Linked DNA regions of Mus musculus: region 1 is linked to region 2. Evidence: chromatin contacts called from public Hi-C data. All regions are on one chromosome and are shown on one strand. The core of a region is the stretch at or near the end of the contact, and the rest is flanking DNA. Distances in the headings are between cores, read along the strand shown. Region 1 holds the start of Hand2 (heart and neural crest derivatives expressed 2). Region 2 has its middle 160 kb from the start of Fbxo8.

What was found. Hi-C and Micro-C count contacts between places; a contact is called where the count stands out from the background.
Region 1: a contact with region 2 is called in a Hi-C map of the N1E-115 cell line, with 6 times the contacts expected there. The contact joins the promoter of Hand2 here to the enhancer-like site in region 2. A contact is called at or near these places in 13 of 39 promoter capture datasets (the 3T3-L1 cell line, the C10 cell line, the SN4741 cell line and 9 more), 8 of 484 Hi-C or Micro-C datasets (the N1E-115 cell line, embryonic limb bud and uterus), 11 of 115 datasets of contacts at active chromatin or transcription factors (craniofacial prominence, embryonic basal ganglia, embryonic forebrain and 7 more) and 1 of 9 other capture datasets (embryonic stem cells).

The regions. Positions count from the first base shown.
Region 1 is chr8:57,319,367-57,326,839 of GRCm38.p6, reverse strand. Hand2 (heart and neural crest derivatives expressed 2) reads right to left here and starts at 5,857. Exons shown (of 2, transcript NM_010402.4): 1 at 4,379-5,857; 2 at 2,323-3,078. The coding sequence starts at 4,933. The coding sequence ends at 2,980. It overlaps Hand2os1 (Hand2, opposite strand 1), which reads left to right and starts at 5,981. Exons shown (of 6, transcript NR_154048.1): 1 at 5,981-6,151; 2 at 6,552-6,656.
Region 2 is chr8:56,704,444-56,711,192 of GRCm38.p6, reverse strand. No RefSeq gene overlaps it. Among named protein-coding and RNA genes, the nearest start is that of Fbxo8, 160 kb to the right of the region's middle. Within about 2 kb of position 3,907, at least 18 of the 459 cell types and tissues checked have an H3K27ac peak or open chromatin away from gene starts, as enhancers often do. A contact at or near this core is called in the N1E-115 cell line, hippocampal neurons and uterus, where this site is marked.

The DNA of each region.
Region 1 (7,473 bases), core at 4,608-7,107, 610 kb before region 2:
CATTTTTTGTCGGCTCCGGCCTGTCTAGAACGCTTGTGAATTCACTGCAGGAGTGATTGCTCTTAACAAAATGGCAGCAGACACATTATCGGAGCAATTAAAGCAGAGGCCTTTTAGCCATTCCCACAAGCAGAAGCGTGGAATCGCTCCCCTCCACCGCCTTTAAACAAAGAATTAAAAAGTGTGTAGAGGAGAAAAAGCACAGACACACTGGACAAATCCCGCCTCAACCCACTAGCCCGCTCCATGGGAGTTTGACAAGGCAACATTAGGCGACTGGGGATGCTGGGACAGTTTAGATTCGGGACCGAGGAAAGGACTGCCTGTATGTTCTGCAGGTTGAAGGGTCCAGCTAGTTCAGAACTGAGTCCAGTTAGCGGGTTTGCTCAGCGGAGGCATTGGAACATGGAGCTTTTTACTGGCTTTAGTCCTAACTCACCTGGATTCCAGCCAGTTGGGGTTTCCTGGACGGTTGGGGTGGTGGGGTGTATTCAGCGTTAGGGCTTAGTACTGGCCGGAGGGAGAGAGGCCTGTGTAGCTCAGTGGCTCTGGAGAGTCAAAAAGGATAGATGCCTGGATCGCCAGGCTAAACGCGCCAGAATTAGAAAAATGACCACCTAGGAACAGTGCACCAGGGTCTTTAGATTCCCTTGTTCTAGTATTTAATAAAGCAGAACCGCTGATTAAACCGGACTCCATTAAGGCCTAGAAGAGAAGACACAGCACACGCAGGCACACAAGCTCATGTGAAGATAACAGATGCGTTTAAGTCTGTCACCCAACTCATCTCTGTCTATTCCAGAACCCTCTTAGATACTTTCTTCTACCTCTAAAACACAGACTCTTTCTTCTGAGCTGATAAAAGTGAAGAAGCAGAAGGCCTCTCTGCAGGCAAAAGGAGAGAGCCCCGCTTGGTCAAACAGACAATGATCCAGAGAGCTACAGAAAACCTGGGCAACCACCCTCCCCTGCTCCCCACCCCCGCTATAAACAAAGGCAAGTGTCTGTAAACACAGCCCCTAGCCCACCAGGTCGGCCCAGCGTCGGCTGACCTGAGGGGAGAAAGTTCAGATCGCTTTGGCCTAGTTGTTCTAACCCCTGGCCCTCCTGTTGTCAGCCATCCGCAGAAGTCCGAAACACCACTCACACCGCCCCCCCCCCCCCCCACGAAGGGCCAGGCTGGCTGACTGCAGACCACCCGGGTCAGAGAAGCTATGAGTGAGCCCTGGGAACACTTGAGGGATTGGGCTCCGCAGCAGGGTGTGAATATCACCCCAAGGATGGCTAACGCTGGAAACCCTTTGGCAAGGCTCTACAACACCAGATTACTATGCATGGAGCTCCATGAAACAAGCCGCTTTCAAATACTGTTTGCCTTCTCCACTTTTCCACCCGTTCCTAATAGCACTCAGCTTCTTTACTTTCTAGAGCCAGGGGTGAAGTTTCTTCTGGGATAGTACAGGACCCCTGAACAGCAAAGCCCAGGAAGAGGGTGAAGTTCTGGGCGGCTGCTACTCAGGGGGTTAGTTGCCACTTGCAAGAGCTGCAGCTTCGAAGACTTCAGGCACCGAGCAGTTAATATTGAGTTCCCTGTAGCTCCTTGTAAATCTAACCCAACCCCTCGCCCCCCTTTAAATCTGTGGTCTTGTTCGCGATTTCTTACTTGACGTAAAATTCCTTGTTACCTAATCATAGACTCTTTCAAAAAAACTCCCCTCCTCCACCACCACTGCTCATGTGAGAATCTTCCGATCTGGACAGCTAGCAAAACCTCCTTCTCTCTTTTTTCTCTCTCTTAAAAAAAAAAAAACTTGGATAAAAGCCCTCTACTTTGAACTAAACGCCCCAGACTATTTCCTATGCCTGTAATAAGGCCCTGGATCCTCCTCACACCTCCTCCACAGGAAAGAAAAAAAAATGCTCCCCAAACACAAAACGAAGCACCAGGCACAGGGCTTCCGATAGATACCTATAAAACAAGGCCACCTAAACCTTCTGCACAAGGCGCAGGCACTTCTCCCAACCAGATATTCTCCTGGGAGCTTCGGCAAGAAGAAGAGAGACAGGACTGGAGAGCAGCCCAGGCCTTTGGTCAGGATTTTCACCAGGACAGTTTGCTTTAATAACAGCTCCTTCATCTAGGGAGCCTTAGGTCATAGTGATGGATGAGAACCACTGACTCTTTTTAAATAAAATTGGAGGCAATTATGATAATTTAGTTTACTTCTGAATATTTTAAATATTATGAAAACAAGTATAACAGCTTTGTTTTCAAAATTCTTTTGAGGTATCACCCATGTAAAGATTAGGTTTTTTTTTTTTGTAAAAAAAACACGCAGTGGTTTATTGAATACTTACAATGTTTACACCTTCAATATTAATTAAATTCCACTTAGTTTTAGAGGACGGAAGCGCACAAAAACAAGAAGCTGGTGGAAACATCTTCGACTAGGGGACAATGACATTTGAAATGTGACAGCACTAGATAACCGACCCGACAGAAATGTTAGCGGCCCTGTTTTCTGCTTTGAAATAAAACTTTATAACCCCCAGGAATATTTATATCCGAAGGCCGAGTATTAAAAAGATACACTTCACATATGCACTAGTGTCCACTTTGTTTTATCTGGAAAGAGTTGGGTAAGGAGGCGGGGGACAACGCTGGTGTCTACACAGCCAAGAGGGAACATTCACACACAGAGAATGACGGGGGTCCCTTACCACACGGGAGTGTCCTCTTCATATTAAAATATGGAATGCTTTTCTTCAAATATCCACCTTTTTTTGGAGAGGGAGGTGGGGAGCGGATGCTCAAAGGTGGGTGGGTGGGGGCGGGCAGAAAGAAGGGGAAGGAAATTGCACATAAATAAACCGGATGATCCAACTGCAAGAAGTCCTCAGAACGGAGCCCGAGGGCTTTCGGGGAGTCCTGGGTCTGCATCTGGCGCCTTGGCCCCCGGCTCACTGCTCTCCTCTTCTTCACTGCTTGAGCTCCAGGGCCCAGACGTGCTGTGGCCAGCCTGTCCGGCCTTTGGTTTTCTTGTCGTTGCTGCTCACTGTGCTTTTCAAGATCTCATTCTAAACAGAAAGGGGGCGAGAGGGAGAGAAATGGAAAGACAGGTTTAGCGCCTAGTCCCAGCCACCTTAGCTCGCCTCGGCCTAGAGGACACTGAGCGCTAGGGTACGAGGGAACACCTAAAGAGGGGGATGGTGCGGGTACCGGCCCCTGCAGAAAAGTTAAGCTGGTTTCCAGTGCTTTGGTTACCGCCGAGGCCTTCTCTCCAGATGCTCAAGGACCCAGTCAGCAAGTTTATAAACAAATGGCCGATTTCTAGCCGGCTATGGTGAAGCCTAGGTTCTTATTTTTCCCTTCCTGCTATTGCAGGGGAGAAAGCAGAGGCCAGCGCTTAATCTGCCCTCTGTTTCAATAGCGAACCCATATCCAAAAGCCCCTCTGCTCTGGCCTGGGTTTCTCCCGCCAGCCAGCAGCAGCTCTGTACATTGAGTTCAGCAGTTTGTCTCCTCCAGGGCCCTTGAAATCTCTGGTTATTCGGAAGTCCATTCCATTATGCATGAATCAAAGGGCTGCAAGCGGCAAAGGAGAAAATCTCCACAAATGGAATTGTTTCTTAGGTTCTTCCTGGTCATGCCCTATCCAGAACTCCATTACTTTACCGGCAGTTGGTAGGAATCCGAGAACACTTTAAGTGGCTCGGCATAACTTCATGTTAGAGTTGATAACAATGACCACAATGTGCATAACTTTTACTCTTCAAGTGCACAAACTCACTCAAATAAACTTAGAAACACTCGCGAATTACTTAGGGGAGAATTTACGCTCTAACATTATTGCCAAAGAGAAACTAAAGCTGTACTTGTACGCTAGAAGTTAAAGGTACTTAATGTTTACCGTTACCTCCCGCGTGCCCTAGCAATGTGAAGGAGCATAACGTTTTCTTAGAGTCAGAGGCAGCCTCGGTTTTGGAATGGGGGATGCGACCAATAGTGGAGTCACTGGAACCGAGAGGTCATTAGGTAACTTATTTTAGAAATATTTAGAAGAAAAGTTGGGTTGGCGGTCAAAGATAGCTTTAATGAACACAGAATGAGGGGACCTGGCCAGTGTGACTGGGAGATTGGTGAGCTCCTACATTTTGGAAGGTCGGTCCTAAATGGAGAGAGGAGCTTGCAACTTCGAAGGAAGACATTCTGCTGCTGACATCCTCCTGTCTTGCTTTTGAGGAAACCATCCCTACTCCACAACCTGGCTCCCTACGCAAAGAATGTGGCACACAATTTCTCAGCCTGAATGGAAAGACCAGAACAGCGGTCCCAAGAACCCCGAGTCCCTCACCAGCCTCGATCCCTTAGTACTGACCAGCTCTTTCTTCCTCTTCTCCTCTTTCACGTCGGTCTTCTTGATCTCCGCCTTGAAGGCCTCCGCCTCTCCGTTCTGGTCGTCCTTGGCCAGCAGATCCATGAGGTAGGCGATGTAGCTGGTGGCCAGGCGCAGTGTCTTGATCTTGGAGAGTTTGGTGTCGGCGGGCACGTTGGGGATGCACTCGCGCAGCTCGGCGAAGGCGCTGTTGATGCTCTGAGTCCTGCGCCGCTCCTTGCGGTTGGCGGTGCCCCGGCGCTTCACCGGGCGCGGCCCCCCCAGGCCGGGAGGCCCGGCGCCGGGCGGCACTCCCCCATAATGGGAGTGGTCCAGGCCCGCGGCACCGCTGGCGTACTCGGGGCTGTAGGACAGGGCCATACTGTAGTCGGGGGGCGACATCTCCGGGTGGCCAATAAGCCAGCCGTGGAAGTAGGGGTTCTCCTCGTGGCTGCAGCGGCTGGCGGCGGCGGCGGCAGCGGCGGCGGCGGCTGCGGCGAATGGGTAGCCCTCATGGTGCACCACGGGGTGGTGGGGAAAGCCCCCCACCAGACTCATCTCGCCTTCCGTGGCCCTCCACGCGCCCCAGCGTGCGCGCAGCCCCGCCGCGCCCTCCGATCGGGCTCCGACCTCGGCGATCGGCGGCCTTCCCCACCCCCCACCCCCCAACCCCCGGGCTCCCGGGCCGGCCCTGCAGCCGCAGAGGGGGCCGCTGCAGCCCGGGGCCCGCGCCTGGCCCGCCGGGCCCGCCTCAGCTGTGCCGCGGCCGCCGGCTCCCCATGGGGCGCGGCGAGCTGGTCCCGGCACGGTGCGCCCTTGCTGGCCGCCGCCGCCCGCCCAGCTCTACAGCCCGCGCGCCGGCTCCCGCGTTCCCCGCTGCAGCGACCAGGCAGAGCGCTCCGGTGCTCATGCAAAAGTGCCGGCCGGCTCCCGCGAGGCAGTCCCGCAGACGCCGGCCACGGGACTCCTGACTCCGAAGATGACCTGGAATCCGGGGCGAGTCCAAGCTGGGGCTGCAGGAGCCGGCCCGGCTGTGCCGGGAGGCGGCGGGGTCGCAGCTTAGCGTGGAGCTACCTCGGTGCGACCCTCCCCCTTCCTGCCCCTTCCCCTCCCCCACCAGCTCGATCTGGGTTCTTGGGCGCTTATTGTTTTAATAAAAATTATTTGGTTGTTGTTTTGGTCCTTGAGTGTGATTTGTTTTTAAAGCTGTAAGGAACGTGTCCGTCCTCGCTCCTCAGGCTCTCTCGGAGGCTTTGCAGAGAGGTCTCAGCGCATCCATTTTCTAAGATCCTCTCCTCTCCGGACAAGAATCTTGGGCCCTTGAAGGCACCTCGGAGCTGGGAAGCGGCGAATGGACTCTCGGAGGGGTGTGCTCAGACAGTGGCCGCGGAAGCTCCTGGGTGGCAGCGGCGGCGGTTCTCTTGGGCTGGACGCGGTGAGGGGAGCAAGCCGATTTTCCCAGCAAGATCTCCATGTACAGCTACATCTTTAGGGCCGCTCGGGTTAATATATGTCGTCAGAGGCTCCTCACGCCAATCCCGGGGCGGCGGGGGCGGCGCCTCGCGCTCTCCGCAATAAAACTTTTTGATGTTCACGTTGCTAATTGCCGAGGTCCTCTTCTAGGATTGGTTGTCCACTCATAACCATAAGATAATTAAAACGGGGGGGGGCAGGGTAAAAAAAAAACCCTTTTATCAGCCATAGGTTAATGCAAGTGTTTAACAGATGCTTCGCTATTAAAATATTTCCCCCCAATACTGAAGAATCTTAAACCAGGTACAGTATTATTTCGCTTTCTTTTCTGATTACAGGGGTGGGGTGAATAGAGAAAGGAACGCAGATTATGCCTTTTCAAGTGTTTTGTAGGTAACCGAGGCAGAAAACTGAGCCGACAGTCTCCTATAGTTTTGTGCTGGGCTGGGGAGGGGATTTGGGGTGGGTGGTGGTGGCGACAAGAGTCTGGAGGTGGCGGTATGGAATCCCATTAAGGTGCGATTGGGAGTGAGCCGAGTCTCTTTGACCAGGCTAGAGCGCCAGCGCTCCTCTGACCCGGCACACTTTGGCAAAGTTGCAGTGGCCTGTTTGCTTAGGCACTGAAGTGGATGACCCAAGTTAGGATGACAACTTGCAGAGAACGCGGATGAGACCTTCAGTTTGTGCCCACACTCATTTGCAGCAACCCTAACAGAGATTGCGAAGATTTTCAAAGTGGGGCACCTCGATTTCTCGAATCTGTGGTGTGGCGAATATCCGTGTTCCTCCTGCTTAACTAGCCTGTTTGGTAAGTAACTGAATAGTTTTTACAGCGTGTTCGGAGCTTATTTTCTAGTTTTTATGAACAAACATATAAATATATCTCTGCATTCCTGCCTCCCTCATAAAAGCGGGCATCTGTGGAAAGCAGGTTTAGTTATCGGAGGGGAGCCATTAAACGGACGTTTAAGAGACAGGCAGGGAGGAAGGCTCGTGGATGTTTAGACTGCTTGCCTTGGCGATCTTGAACGCATTAGAACGGAAAATGGATCTCCACTTGTAAGTTAGCGGGCCTCGGGGCACCTAGGAGATTCCCCAGCAGCGCGGGATAGGGGCGGTCAGTGGAAGGAGGCAAAACCACCCTCCGGCTGGCCTGTATGAGGATCTCTTCTTTTCACTCACACGAAGAAGGTCCCTGTGTAATAGGGTGTCAACAGAAGCCCTTAGGCTGTAAATTTGATCACACCGATAGCTGGCCTTGGACCTGAGGAGGCAAGCAGAGGGGACACAAGTGACTCCCACCGTTGGCATCGCTTTTTGGAGGCAGAAGCACTCTGGTCCCAGACATTAAAGAGAACCCCAAGTTAAGAATCCTGCATGGACAGTCCTTCCCATGTCCCTAGAGTCTGTCTGGCTGTTATTCTGTCTGGAAGGCCACATCAGAAGGAATCGGAGAGCCCATCTTCTTGCTCCCAGGGTACCCGAGCTGAGACCTAACTGCCCTGTGGTAATCTCACGGAGGAAAAAAAAAGACTTTAGAGCTGGGTGGTGGGAGAGGGGGAGAACTTAAAGGTTGTGGCCTTTCTTCTGTTTGCAAGGGGTCAGTTTTCCAGGCCAGCCCCCAG
Region 2 (6,749 bases), core at 2,658-5,157:
CTATTATAGAAAAATGACAAGGAAATGCTGATTGGAAACTGATTCAGGGTGTTGGAGCTGGGGATCCTCCCACAGCAGGCACTCAATGTTGTCTTCAATTTAAAATGGGAGGAAATGTTGCAAAAAAATTTTTTTCACAGACTTGCAAGAATAGAATGCATGAACCATATTTGCATCTTAAATATTTCTACATCAAAAACATTTTAAATTCAATAGTTTGTAAATTATGCTTTCTAGAGGAAATGAGCTTTAAATGAAAACTATCATATTTTCAATATCTGTTCTGCCTCCCACTCTTTTACAACTGTGATTGCATAAAAATATTTTAAGATATTCTAAAATAAGGTTAATTATTTATAAAAATATTAGGGGAAGTAGTGGAAGCCCACCAATTATCTGACTCACTATAAATAATCAAATGTGTTAATTATTTTAGCTTGTGGATTAGAATACTGGTTTTCATTAGTGAATTTTTGAAAGTACACTACTTAAAACCTGTTTCTTAAATAACGCCATACTATTATCTTAGGAATAGCTAGTTACCAAAATTACAAGGTTTTTACTGTTATGTAGGTTGTACAAAGTATCAAATAATTGACCAATTAAGTTTTCAAACATCGATCTAATTAAAGAGCACAATCCAAAGCATTTATTTGGAATGGAAAGGCTTATGGCTCATGTATCCCTTGAAACACAGCTCTGTTGCAATGACACAGAACGTGTAACCATAATTATATGCAAATTACACTGATGCACTATCTTCCTTTTCAGGGGAAACGCTGATATGACTGTGTAATGTTTAGCATATTTACTTCTAGAACTTCTCTTCCAGTCACCAACTTAGAAGAAAAGCATCAACATGTTTCAGATCCTTTCCACCAATGAAAGTGTTACACTCCAGGATGCTAAATACTGAAAATAACCCCAAAAAAGGCCATGGTTATTTTAGTCTAAAGACAATATAACAATTTATATTATATCATAAGGAATAAATTAATTAAAATCTAAAACTCCCTGAATCAGAGCCACTCTTGTGCATTTAAAAATAGAATTTTTAAATGACTAATGCAGTTTGCCTGGCTTTTGTAGAACTTTAATCTTTAATAATGAGTATCTCTTTATTACTTAAATTCATAATCTTACGATTATACATGATCCAAATAGTCATTTCTCAAAAGAGTTTCCCCACATGTTCCAACTGCAAGGAATGAACACTTGTGTATAATGAGAGGAGCTTTATGTGAATAATAAAAGACTAATATAAGTCACATTTCTATTTATGAAAAGTCAAATCTATCGAAACAAAATATTGAAAATATATTTATTTAAACATCCTGTTTGTTTTTAAGCCCCAGACATTAAGACTTCAATTCTAGACTTACACTTGTGGAAATTTTTTTTGTTATTTATTTTAAGGAACAGCTCATATCTTTAAAGCCCTGGAATGGTGTAAATCATTACAGTGGTTTCACATTTTCATGGGATCAAGGAAACAACAGTAAGCCCATAAAACAGATACTACTAATTATGCAGAGGAGAAGTCATAAAGTCACTAGGAGACGCATGTTTTATATTCATGAACACATCATTAAAAGTTTAAGACATGCTATCAAATTCTACATTTTAATACTATACCCAACAGCATTAAACTCTCCCAACAAGAAAATCAGATTGCTTAATGATCCTTCCTTGTCACACTGGTTTTATATGTCTGCACTTGAAGCACATGTGGAATTTGTATTGCTGAGCACTTTTATAAACCACTGGCCAATTAAAAAAATCATTATCCTTTATATCTAGATTCTTTTTCAGGAAGGTCTGAATCATCATCCAAAATACATCTGTAGATTAAGTATACTGGAGTCATAGCCCTTGATTCCATATTGTGTATGTGAGATTTTTATAAACAATAGTTTGCCATTTATTCAGCACGATTAAAAAAATAAACGTAGGGAAGCATAATAATAGCTTCCACGTAAATCAATTTTTAAGACTAATTTTAATGGGAATATTAAAACTGAGAAATAAGATGAGCTTATACATAGTATATTATAGATGAAGATACAAGAAGTGTATCCTGCAGAAAGACAGAAATCACACATAATGTTGATATCACTGACAGCAATCCTAAAATATGCCCAAACACCATCACAAGCATTTGCTGGTTCAGGCACACATTAAATTCTTAGCCTTTCTTTTCTTGCTACACAAGGACTGCGGATGCTCTGATATCTTAATTTGTGTAACCATTGCAAATGTTTCCATTTGTACAAACTAAATTCTTTACATTCTGTGAGTTAAGCACATCTTGTAGCCGGCTCTAGAATGTATACCATTTGGGCATTTTAACGGGAATTTTACATACAGATAAGCTTTCAGCTTAATCTCAAAGTGAAGGTGAAAGGTAGACATAGACGCTTCAGAGAGGGGACCAAAAAATGTTGCAGATGGAAGAGCAGAGCTTAGTGAGTTGTTGTGAACAAGGAATAAACCATGGGAAAAGTAAAGTCTTTGAAAATGCTTCGTGTCTCTTGGAGAGATTTATGCACCAGGCCAGAGACTGAACCAAAGGAACCAACAACTTCAAGAAATTTAGTGAGGGGTTATTATTGGAAGCTGGAGAAGACGGCTTGCTGTGGCAATGGATGACCGCGGGAAGACAGGAAGCCTGGAGCTGCTCTCTCACATCCTGGCTTGGCAGGTTTATTTTTGCTGTAATTTCAGCTTCATACAATAATGTTTATTTGTTTGTTTTTACGTTTTTATGCATTCCTGTGAACTTCAAATAATGAGAATGTATGGATAAAATAATTTTAAAAAACTTTCAAGCTTTGATTATATTTTTAAACATGAAGTTAGGGAGGAAACCCTTGCTTTAAAGTTCAAAAGCCAGTATCACATTATCAAAATCCACACTAGCGTGCTACACAGCACATCAGCATGAATTAACAAGCATTGTTAGGAAGCATTGTTAAATACAGTAGCAGGTCTCCCAAAGTATACTTTTACTACATTAAAACATGGGAAGAATAAAAGGTAGTTAAAATGATGGGTGCATAGGTAGATCAAGATAATCACTGCGCTGATTTATCAGCTCATAAAGCTACATTCAGTCCATACACTCATACACTCGCTGTGCCCTATTCAAAGGGTGTGACATGTACTTTCTTACTCCTTTTAGCCATTTACAAGGAATGCATCTTTCTGTCCTCGTTTTGCACTTCTGAGTTAATACCCATTGTTGTCCCAGAACTTACAACTGTAGGAACTTTGGTTACAAAGCAAGTAGTTATGAAAGGTTTCCATGGGGTGGGAAGGTGGGGTGGAACATTTGTGCTATAGTTCAGTCTCTACCACTATGGGCAGGAGGAGTAATGTAATCGAAATTCTATGTAATATTGACTATTTCAAAAATCAGGTAATATATGTGCAAGTTACATATGTTTCCCATTGTCTGAAGATATCCTGCTCTAAATGCATTAATTTTATTAGCACCTAAAATCTTATATATTCAATGCTATCTGATCCTCTGTTTGTGATCAAATAACAATCTATGTGTGGCAGTCAGAGACAATGACTTGAGGTAAATCTATTTAACCCTTCAACATGAAGAAATGCAGATTTAGTCCCCAAGGTTAACTGGTGCATAAAATACTATTATCGAGCCTGTGTGGACAAGCCTAGAACCCCTCCAACCCTTTAGAAATCCATTTTTTTTTCAGTGTTAGGCTGGTTTTGATGTCAGCATTACACGGGAAAATACAACAACTTGGAAGAAAGTTCAGCCACTCATTTGCATCCCTAACTAATAACGTCTATAATTGCTCAGTTACCAAAGTTAGAACTCAATGCGTCCTCTCTGCCAAAGGCAGCTGCTCCACAAAATGAACACTGATTTGATTTTTCTGCAGAGTACGTGTTCGCTTGCCGTTCCCATGATGAATAAATAATGCTACGATGCGGATCTTGCCCTTCCCTGAAAGGGGCGGCATCTGTTTATTCTCAGGCATTCACCGTCCTAAAGGGATCAGACACCAGAGGCCTGTGAATGAGAAGGCCTTTTCAGGCTTACAAAGCCTCAGTTCCCGAATCCACCTTAACCAGCTTGCAGCAAAGAGCTTTTGGCACCAAGTCATCCTTCAGGGAGAGACTGATAATGATCACTAAAGACATCGTAGGGGCTGCTGCTTCACTCACTTCAAAGGCCTTCTCTCCTAATCAGCATTAAATCGTCATTTTGCCAGGCATATCAGGACAGCTGTCCACAATCTATTTATTTGAAAACAGATTACAGCCAGGTTTCTCTGCCAAAGCATAAACCTCGGAAGGCTGCGTGCGCTTTCGTGTGTTTTAAGTTGGAACTTATATTTCTAATTTAATGGTCCACTTTATCACGACTCTCTCACCCGATGGATTTCATCTACCCATAAAAGCTCATAATTTTATCCATTACCCAGATAAGGTCGGCAGCAAGACAACCTGGGCAAAAATGAAACCTTTTGACGTAAAGTCAAATAATTCAGCCTAAAGATCATGAAGGTTCAATGCCCTAGATTTTGTGTGATATATACAGACCATAGGTCGGTATCGTCGTAAGCTTGTCTTACCGTTGACAATTTCATTCATTTACACAGTGAACTCTAGCCATTCTCCCCCCACCCGCTGTCTCCCTCCACACCCCCTCACTCCCCTGCTGGAAAAACCAAACAAGTCCTCTTTTACTTTCACGACTTGTTTTGTGTATGTGACCCAGTGAGTTTAATTAAAGTTTCATGCTTTAGAGGGGCGGCGGTTATTTACTGGAACAAAAGTAACTTATCAGTGGCTACAACATGAAAGAATTTGAAGCCCCCCTCCCAATAACCATTAACTGTAAACAGTCATTCAGGGAGGGAGGGGCTTCATGAACTCTGCCCCCACGCACGATGAACTGATGTTCAGTTCTAAGCCTTCTTTTTCTTCCTTCTTTAAATTTAATACCACATGTGCCACAACTTTTCCTCTTTTTTGATCCCATGAAATTGGTGCACTTTGTCTTTCCAATCCCTTGGAGGTCCCAGTAAGACCAGGAAAATTCAAAGGATTTTGGTCAACCAATTAGAGAAAAAAAATGATAATTTTTATAAAGGGTACTAGTATGAAGCTGTAAATCTCACTCCTCAGTCAATTGCTTTAGTTTAACAGCAAAGAACATTATGCTATGATGATATCCAAGGCTAATTAATGGCCATCACTTTAAAATTATATATACATAATAGGTACCCTTAATTAGATACAATGTGCACTAGCAAATACAATTGACTAATACAATGTCCTTTCTTGATGAAGTTTGGTTCAAAACAATATTTTTAGCTAGGTGGCATGGTACCAGCTTGTTATTCCAGCATTCAGAAGCTAAACCAGGAGAACTGTGGGTTCAAGGACAAACTGAAGTAAACAGTGAGACTCTGTCTCAAAACAATAACAAAAGTCATTACCATGTAAGTGGATGTGTAATTAGATGATTTTCATGTTGTATACTATTTTGTTAGCTCATGAAGTATATATTTATTGATGATTTATTATGACTTATTACTGTTTTATGTGGATTGCTCAAGGCAATGCACAGAGTAATTTGTGTTGCTATAGCAATAGCAATTAATGAATATTTCTTTTGATCTCACTGTAACTGCAAGTACAGGTTAGTCTAAGGCTGGCCTCAAATTCAGGGTGATTCTCCTGCCTCAGCTCCCCAAGTGCTGATGTTCAAGGATAAGGCACCACAACCAGCTCACTAGTATTAAAAACAATAATAATAAAATAAAATAAAGCACTCTTACATTTATCGTCAAGAAAAGAGAAGGAAAAGCTATGTGCAGTAACCTGTCTTTCCTAACATACAGCAGAAGTTACCATCTTATAACCCTAAAGAATCGTAGATTCAAAAGCTTCTCTGTGGGAGGTTAAATTTTTTCTACTCAAATTTACGAAGGCATTATCAGAGTCATCCCATATTTATTGGAGGGCTTCACTTAAACCCTCTCCATTTCCATTATCCATAGGGATTCATAAATAAAAAGCTGAAGATGAAGAAATGAAAACTCACAGAAGCAACTCAAGAAGGCCGAGGAGTGCCTCCTTTCTTTGCCCACGTTAAGCAACGTTGTGATTGCCAGGCCTAGGAGGTGCCACCGATTCTGTCTCCAAGAGCAAAGAGAATCTACACCCAGTTTCTCATCCAACTACACCTTAAACATGGAGATAGGCAGACACAGAAATTACAAATCATGTCCTGCTACCATAGTACCCTCCAAAGCAGAGGGAAGCCCTGCCTCTGTCCATACCTCAAGTGCTGACACCATTCTTTAGTAGTTGTTGTAGGGAAAACCCACAAGAATACATTCTGGCTGGACATGGCTACACATGACTGTAATCCCGGCACTTTTGAGGCGAGGCAAGAGGACTTCTCTGAGTTAGTGGCCAGCCTAGACTCTGTAATGAGACTTTTTTCTTTTTTTAAGAAAAGAAGGAATTACAAAGAGATCCACTTTGGTACAGCTCAGTGGGCAGATGAATGAACATCTCTGACATTGTTCAGATGATCTGGGAAAAAAAAATCTCTTCTGTGGTTTTCAATATCCTTTCTATTTGGCAACGTCTACAAATTTCTTGACAAAATTTCTAACCCATCCTACTTGATTTCAGGGTCCTCAAACAGCAACAAAATGGCCATAAATCATATAATAGGGGAAAAGTGTAAACTAGCATCA